Linked DNA regions of Drosophila melanogaster: region 1 is linked to region 2. A link is a contact called in public Hi-C data. All regions are on one chromosome and are shown on one strand. The core of a region is the stretch at or near the end of the contact, and the rest is flanking DNA. Distances in the headings are between cores, read along the strand shown.

What was found. Hi-C and Micro-C count contacts between places; a contact is called where the count stands out from the background.
Region 1: a Hi-C map of the Kc167 cell line shows a contact between it and region 2, with 3 times the contacts expected there. A contact is called at or near these places in 18 of 107 Hi-C or Micro-C datasets (the D17-c3 cell line, the Kc167 cell line, the ML-DmBG3-c2 cell line and 6 more) and 1 of 7 datasets of targeted methods (the Kc167 cell line).

Annotation. Positions count from the first base shown.
Region 1 is chr3L:21,552,331-21,556,539 of dm6, forward strand. It overlaps Wnk (Wnk kinase), which reads right to left and starts at 2,598. Exons shown (of 12, transcript NM_001275243.3): 1 at 2,051-2,598; 2 at 1,695-1,850; 3 at 1-1,263. The coding sequence starts at 1,813. It overlaps CG7173, which reads right to left. Exons shown (of 3, transcript NM_141073.4): 1 at 3,961-4,209; 2 at 3,422-3,611; 3 at 3,043-3,355. The coding sequence ends at 3,321.
Region 2 is chr3L:20,003,992-20,008,122 of dm6, forward strand. kug (kugelei) reads left to right here and starts at 1,310. Exons shown (of 21, transcript NM_001300197.1): 1 at 1,310-1,498. It overlaps CG7668, which reads left to right. Exons shown (of 3, transcript NM_168830.2): 2 at 1-372; 3 at 426-843. The coding sequence ends at 558.

The DNA.
Region 1 (4,209 bases), core at 1,348-3,847, 1.5 Mb after region 2:
GGATCATCGTCCTCATCGCTCTTACTCTTGGTTATCGATGTAGCTGAAGATGTGGTGGAGACCAGCGACGTGGAGGGCAGGGGAGATGCAGATGCATCTGTCGAGGACCCGGTGACAGCAGCTTCCTCTGCGCTAGCCTCGGAGCTCTCCGCTTTTTTGGTTATGTCGTCGAAGCTCTTTGCCTGCTTTTCGCTCTGAACTTCGGTATCGTCCTTATCCTCTACTTGAAAGCCAACTCGTTTTACGCCGCTTGAGTGCTTGGTAGAAGACTTCAATGGCACATCGTCTTCAGTCTTTTCGATTGTAAGACTCCGTGACGCTTCGGTTATAATGTTGTCGATGATTCCGGCCACATGGTGGGAAGTGGCATCCGTAGCATTGGAGCGCGTAGGCGTGCGGAACTGCTCCTCCAGATGCTCCGCCTCGCGGGAAAGCATCTCGATGTTGTCGTCATAGTCACGAGGAAACTCTGTCTCGAGTTCAACGAACTGCAGTGGATTGGTGTTCCTGCCTGACTGTTCCACATTTTTACGGACGAATCGAATGTTTTGCACGAAGTTCGCCGTCAAAGTCGTTGGCGTGGTCTTTGACGAGTGCAGTGGCGCCTGCTGCTTGATCAATGGCTCGATCACCGTGTCCGAGGAGGACTTTCTGGCCTCCATTTTCTTGGTGTCTGAAACAACCGCTTGCGACGTCCCCTTGACTGACTTGTCTTTTTTAGGTTTGCCCGAAGTAAGACCAGCTTTCTGGTTGCTTATGGCATCTGCAGGTTCTATTTTGCTATCCATTTCGTCCTCATTCTGTTCCCTGCTCTGGTTGTCCTGAGAGCAAAGCACCTCTACATCGGTTGATTGCTGTTTGCCTAAATCGCCGTTGTTGTTATCGTTGACTTTCGGTACGTCGTCCACGTTTTTCGGGCTTGACGCCGTTTTGCCGGGAAGGGTGTTATTTGAAAAGCGTCTTAGCACCCGCACAAATAGGTTACTTTTGCTGGCAGCTGGTGGTGTAGGCGTGGTGTTCAGCGTGGGTAGAGAAGAAGCTGGCTCGATAGGTGATGACTGGATTGAAGTGGTGCTGCTAGTGCTCGTGTGTGCAGAAAGTGTGCCCTGCTTGCAAGTGGGCTTTCTGTTTAGTGTGTCTTTTAGTTTTGATGTCGGGTTCGGCTTTTGCCTAGAGGAGGCAGATCTATTAAACGAACGGTGTCCCGACTTTTGTATATTAGCTCCCTGCACAGTTTGCTCCTCGCTAGAAATTGAGGTATTCCTAAAAGAATGATAGAAGTAGTTGATTAGATTCTATAGACTCACAGGTACAACAGTCGAGTTTTCCACAGTTCTCAGTAAACTTCCTTCCAAGAACATTTTATAAACATTCGATAAACGAAAAAACGGTTTCAGTTTACGTGTTGTTTATCTAGTAAGTTTTGCTTAAAACAGAGACGTTGAAGTAACAATTCCAGTTGAAGCATATTTAAAAATTAGTATCCTAGGGAAACAAATCCTTTGTAGGATACTTGGTCAGTTTAACACACTACATACAAGGATATTTTAAACCAGCTTTTACGTTATTTAGGCATATATGAAACAACGATTGTTACTTCAATCATTTTTTGTTATGTGCCCTGATTTAAATAAAAACAATATTTAAATAAATAGAGATATTCCCTAAATGTTTTGGCAATGACTCCAACTCACCTTTGAGGTTGCGTGGTGCAGGAGGTAGTACCATCTTCGCTGATGGCGCTTCCCTTCCGAGCACGGTTCGCAGGTACGACCTCTTGTTGTCGTACGAAGTCGCAGAGGGTTTGTCCAATTTTGCAAGATTTTTAGCAGCAGACCACCACGTTTAATCTGAAGCGAGAGGCAAGGCGGTGAATGAGTACATGAAGGCATGGAGGAATGGAGCAAAGGTTAAATTCCGGCACTATTGACAGGAGGAACTGGCTTGGACTGGGGCAGAGACATGGGCAGGGGCAGGAGCAGGGAAAGGTGACCATTCCCACACCCACTTATGTTCGTTGCTTGGTGCCGACGTCTGAAATATCGCTTACAGCTGGGTGGAGGAGGTAGTGGCGCCGTCTCCAGGAGGCCGAGGTGTGCGCTTTCCATGAATCACTAGTTTCGATTGCACTACGTTCGTCACTGGCTCTGCCGTTCCACTCTACTCTGTTCTGTTCTGTCGCGAGGGATATGTGCGTATGTGCGGTACGCTGGCTATACATACATATTTATGTACATTTGATTCGGGACAGGAAGCATATGCAGCGACTATGATGTCATGTTTCCACGCCGCTCCTTCCGGAAGTCCTTCGCTCGACGGGATCGTGCTCGAGTTGGGGATTTACGACCGGGACGGGGTCTAGGGCTCGCACTGCGACTGTCGGATCGTTCGCATCGAGGATTTCAATTTGTGATTGTGGTGTTCAAAGGCAATTCGAGCTAGCAAGCTTTCATATTACGGCACGGGGGATTGGTAAGTCTTTCGGGAGATAGTGTCACCTCCACAAGGGGGGTCAATTGGATTGAACGCGTGCGAGAGTCAGCGGAAAATTGAAGTTATTTCGCCAGAAGTTCCCTTTACTTTCACAAAAAATTTTACAAAGCAACTGGGTTTACTTGTGTTCGTGATCTATCGATAGCGCATATTGTTACACAAGTGTTATCGGCGGTGATGCCACCCAAGCTACCAGCTTGCCTAATATATATGTTACGCATTAGCAGAGATGTTACCTGGCCTCTGTTAACTTGAACAGTAGACCGTTACTCTTCGAACGAGTTATAACATTGTTAAGAATACTGTATAACCTTTAAGCATTAAGCCACTTTTTTAAATTTCATTTTGCCTGCCATAATGAAACAGATTACAAACAGATTACAGCTGTAAAAACCACACCTAACAAAGTCTTAATAAATTCCAAACCCTTATACAGGTTTCCCTTATTCAGCAAGAAGATGCTCCTGTCTCTTTTGTTTTGCCCCTAAGGCAAAAAGCCCAGATAGTCTCTTATTTTATATATATAAATATGATTTTCGATAATGTTTTCTTGCAATTCGTTAATTTATTTATTATAACTAACTTCTCTGAATGATTTTTGAGATACATACAAATATATTGTAGAACTTAAATATACATGCACTAATAGTTTATAAGTTATCACTTTAATGAATAGGAAAGCTATAAGTGCACGATATTTTTATACGTGAACAACAAATCAAAATCACTTTTTACAAAACCCTACATTTTACCATTTCCACTAAATTTGCATATTTTGTAATCGCTAGAATAAATTAAATTAAAACAGTTTTTTATTTTATTTTAGTTTAAGAGCAAGATCCTTTACTCTTAATCGTCACACCTGGAATAGAACATGTTGGTTTAAAATATATACAGACAATACATATATTGGGTATGAAACTCTTACTTATATTGAGGCATGACGAATAGCACTGCAGTTGGGTTTCGCCCGTGTACATGTATCCGTCGGATCCACAGATTATTTCATCGTTTTCATCGTACACATTAGCACATATCTTCTCGCAGTAGTTTTCCGTGTCCTTTGGATCGTCAGGAGTAGCTGAACTCGTCACAGTGGGCACCTTTGGAATATCTTGCTGAAATGGGCAAATTTAAAATTAAAAATGTAAGAGCTAAATTCACAGCAAAAAGAATTTGATCTTATTAGGAAAAACTGTTACTGGTATTTGATGAGTCGTATAATTTTTGTAGCTTGAGTTGATAGAATCAACTATTTTTTTAAGTTTATTTTTTCAAAGAAGAGTACTATTTTAAACCCGTAAACGATTTGATCGAAATTAAGTACTCACTAAATCGCGTAAAAATCATTATAAAATGCCTTAAAGGTTGGAAGTGCTTGTTTTTGTGGCCACTTTTTGGCCAACAAATATGCTAGCTTATATAAGCTACTTGCGGTTTTCACATTTATTGAGAAACAGAACCAACCTGCTTTCCACTTTCAGTGTCGGAACTATCCTCTGGGTCATCGGTGTATTCCTTAATGGGCTTGCTGAGTTCAATCTTCGGGGCAGGAGATTTCGCGGGCTCGCGGGGAGCTTGGGCCACGGTTTCGTAGTAGTACTGATTGGCTTGCGGGGCTTGGGTGTACTTCATCGATCCCCTTATGGCATCTTGCTCGGTGAACTCGAATCGCAGAGGCTCCGGGGTAAAGCTCTTGTGGGTCTTGGCGAGGTG
Region 2 (4,131 bases), core at 60-2,559:
TTCTGCCGGTCGTGGTTGGATGATAATCCAGCGTAGAATCGATGGCAGTTTCGATAACGCCACTGAATCAAATATAATAACGGGCTGTGGGGATTTGGGTGGCGAGTTCTGGCTTGGCCTACAAAAATTGCATAAAATGACGACACATCGACGAATGGAACTATATATCCAGCTCGTCGATTTCGACAATGCTAGTGCTTATGCAAGATATGATAATTTTGTTATTGGCGATGAAAAACAGAAATACAAACTGCTTTCCCTTGGCGAATACTCAGGAAATGCTGGCGACGCATTTCGCAGTCATATAAACCATATTATTGTTGGAAATCCGTTTGCAATGGAATCATCGAAATGGTGGGGTACAATGAACTGGTATGTATGAACTTGTTTTTGTTTAATGATTTTGAAAAATAATTCTTTTTCAGTAACTTGAACGGAAAATATCGGAATTCCAAAGTTGAGTTGGACACGACCGATGGCATTTGGTGGGGTAATTGGAATGTTGGTAATAGATATCCCCTGAAGTCGTGCAAAATGCTAATCAGACCAATGCCGTGAGCCAAGTATAATGGCTTGTCAAATAACATTGTCACGGAAATAAAAGTTGTAAAATAATTTCTACCTGTTCATTTTCAGCCTAATTATTGTAGAATGTTAAGTTTTAGTGTCGACCAAAGAGTGGATAACAGGCTTGAAGGTCCTATAAATGCTGTATGCTGTATTTGCAAGTAAAATCTAGCTTCGCTTGGTATTTTTTTTATCGTAATAATACCGACTTTGTTATTTTACGGTCGAGGGAAATTTACATGAAAATCCCACCAGATGGCGCGTTTGATAAAATCGATTTTATCGCAGGAATGCCGTATTAAATTGCCCAAGTTTCTATAAAATATAAATATATTTTGATAAATAGTAATAATAATACATAATAGAAAAAAAAAAAATAAAACATAAAAATCTGCAGAAGGCAACAAATTGCATCTAACAGTGAAGTGGAGCATTTTCCTAGCCTCACAAAATATTTAGCAATAACAAATACATTTGTCTAAAACATGTAACAAGTCAGACATATGCATGTTCTCCGCAATAAAGCTGGGATATTTTTACCAGAGAGGGTCAAAGGACTCAATAACAGAAGGGGAAATAGGGGTGCTCCATGCTCAAGCTGGTCCGGATGAGCTCGAAGTTGCTGTTGGAGGTTGCAGCTGGAGGTTGCAAGCGCAGGACATGGCCCAACTCGTTAGGACCTCGAAACGAAAAGTCGAATCAGTTGAATTTCTGTTCTCATTGACTGCGGTTTAAGTTGCTTTAAATCGCAGTAAACGGTGTGCGTCGTCGGTAGCAATTGAATGAGAAGGGAAAGTATGTTTCAATCGAAAGTCGCGTTGTTCCGTTAATATGACTCGAGCTTAGGCGACGATACGCGAGTCGATAAATGTATCTGCGCCCATACGCATTTCCAGTGCAAGTGATGTTTATCTGTAAAATGCAGAAATATGTACGTATTCGTGTTGTGTGCCACAAATACGTCCGAGTTGACCAATAGTCCACGATAATATTGCTTTACATATAAGTGTAACAGTGAATTGGGGTTGCATAACCCCCTGTGGTGATACAGATAATGAGAAACCAAATATATCCAACCAAAAATCAGTGGAATAAACCACAACATACACCTCCGCACAGGAAACTTCTGCGATGGTCTGGGCTACATTTCTTGAATTGCGAAGCCATTGCAATGAGGATTATGGGAAACCAAAGGGTTCCATTCCTTGTATACGTCCTAGTGATTTGTGATATTTTTAGGGGGCATCAACCTTAATTGACACCCAAATATATTGCCAGGGATCCATGTTTTTAATGAAAACTATAGCATTTAAATAAAGCTGTTTCCAAATTTTGATACAGTTTAAAGACTTTTTTCACATATCAGTTTGATATGTTCCTTTAGAAGAAACCAAAGCAACAACAATATTGTAGGCGAACCAAATAAATAGGACTTCATTTTAATTAGTTAAGTGCTTTCTTTAAAATTGCACTCGACAAAAACCAAAATATTATTTTTTATAATATCTCCATATTACAAATTTTGTTGTTATCTTAAATGCAGCCCTTTAAAACGTAAGATAAAGAGTTATTCGTGAAGGAAATTATTTTGTTTCAGAATTTATTTTTATTGGCGAACATACAAATAATTTAAACATTTAATTAGTCTTGACAATTGGTTTTGACCACTTGTTGAAAGGTTATTAAAGCGATTTTTTTGTATTGTTCGAAAATTTTGTATTTATTAGACAAAGGCCTCGCTTAAATTCGTGTCAATTCGCGCTTAGCAGTATAATCGATCTGGAAATTATCGGCTACGCACTATCGGTGCTGTCATCGAGTCTCGCAATATTCGATTCTTGCAATCGATTTTAGCATTTTCAAGAGAGAGCAATAGCGGGCGGAGTTATCGGCGATCGTAGTTAGTGGTGCATATGTACATGCAGCTGCCAATTAATGTGAGTGTGTAATCCGCGTCTAGAGTTCCGGAAATCAGAGATGAATGAAAATACAAACCGATGAAAGTGATCGCCCCCGAAGTTACCGAGCAACCAGCGAAAACACCGAATATTAGATAGTTCCAGACAAGTTGTGGGATCCACTCTAAATTACAAAGGTATACACACATATGTACCTGAGTGCGTTTGTATGTGGACCAAACATTTTCCAAAAAGATATATCAACCGAGAATTGTGCATTTCTGTGTTTTAAGCCAATAAAATACCCAGTGCCAGGTGCACGAAGTTTATCACGGCGATTCGGAGTGATGTGTGTGCGTGTGTTTGTTTACTTACCTTATCGGAAAATTAGGCCCACGAAAAAGAGACACATGTTATCTTTGTACACCGATGTGCTATGTACATATGCATCGCCTATGTATGTATGTAAATGCTGCACTGCTATGTAAAAATTGGAGTTAGTGCTCGTAATGGTGTGACTTTGTGGACTGATTTTTGGAGTGAGAATCCAGAAAAGCTAAGAAGAGTTCTCAGACATTGCTTCTGAATAAACATTAAAGTTGAAAGCACTCAGTGATTCACATGGCCTGTGCTCGCTAACCCGTTTCGACTTCTTTTCATGCCTTATACATATGTACATACATATGTGTGTATTAGGGTCTTATTACTCATATTTACCTACGCGCCGCACCAATTTCGCAACCTTCACGTTTTCATGAATCGAAAAGTCGAAAATCTCGTAATTTCCACTCCCAACATCCCAACAAGTGGCTCCCTCAGTCAAGTGATTATGCTGATCTGCTGTGCTAGTGAAAATTCATTTTAAAAGTGTTACCTTCACGGTTCTTTAAATTTGTAAACAATAAATTTGAGACTTGAAAGCGACGTGTTATGAAAAATATTTCAAACACTTCTTTTATTCAGTTTTATAGGAAAAATGAAGCTTTACTTTTCACACGATTGGTTTATTAGTTTTTCTTATCTGGCAAAGGTGTCAAGTAAGAGGGCTTTGTGTCGTACAACCTAACTACATGGATATCAAGATATGGAGAAATTCCCGTTCCTTGTGATTATTTACAATTTGAAGACCATCCAGAATGTAGGGCATCATTACATTATAATTCGTTTGGAATTCGAGTAATTTATGGTGGCATTGGTAGGCTGTGTCTAAAATATTACTAATGAATAAAGTTCAAAGATAACACAAGTGCAAAATGAGAATTTCATGACATACACCCGTTTATCTTCAGCAGTTTTTTTTAAATGTTCTAAACGGTTATTGTCATATCATTCTATTACATTGAATTCTATTCGTGTTTCCTTAAAAGTGAATAAGCCTTAAAGATAGAAAATGTTTTGTTTTTGGAAGCAAAGTGAATTACATTAATCACGCATTTTCGAGCCAACTAATTATAGAAACTACTATAAATGACATCAGAAGTGTGGCTGATAAGCTGGTCGTGCCCCTTTAAAAAAAAAATCTAGGTCAAATCGATTGCGGAAGGCTTCTCTTACAATTTTACTTGACGCCCAATCATCTTTTGGGAAAAATTTAAATTTATGCTTGTGCCATATGAACAAGCAGTTTTTAAGAGTGACATTATTGAAATGTACTTATAATTTTACC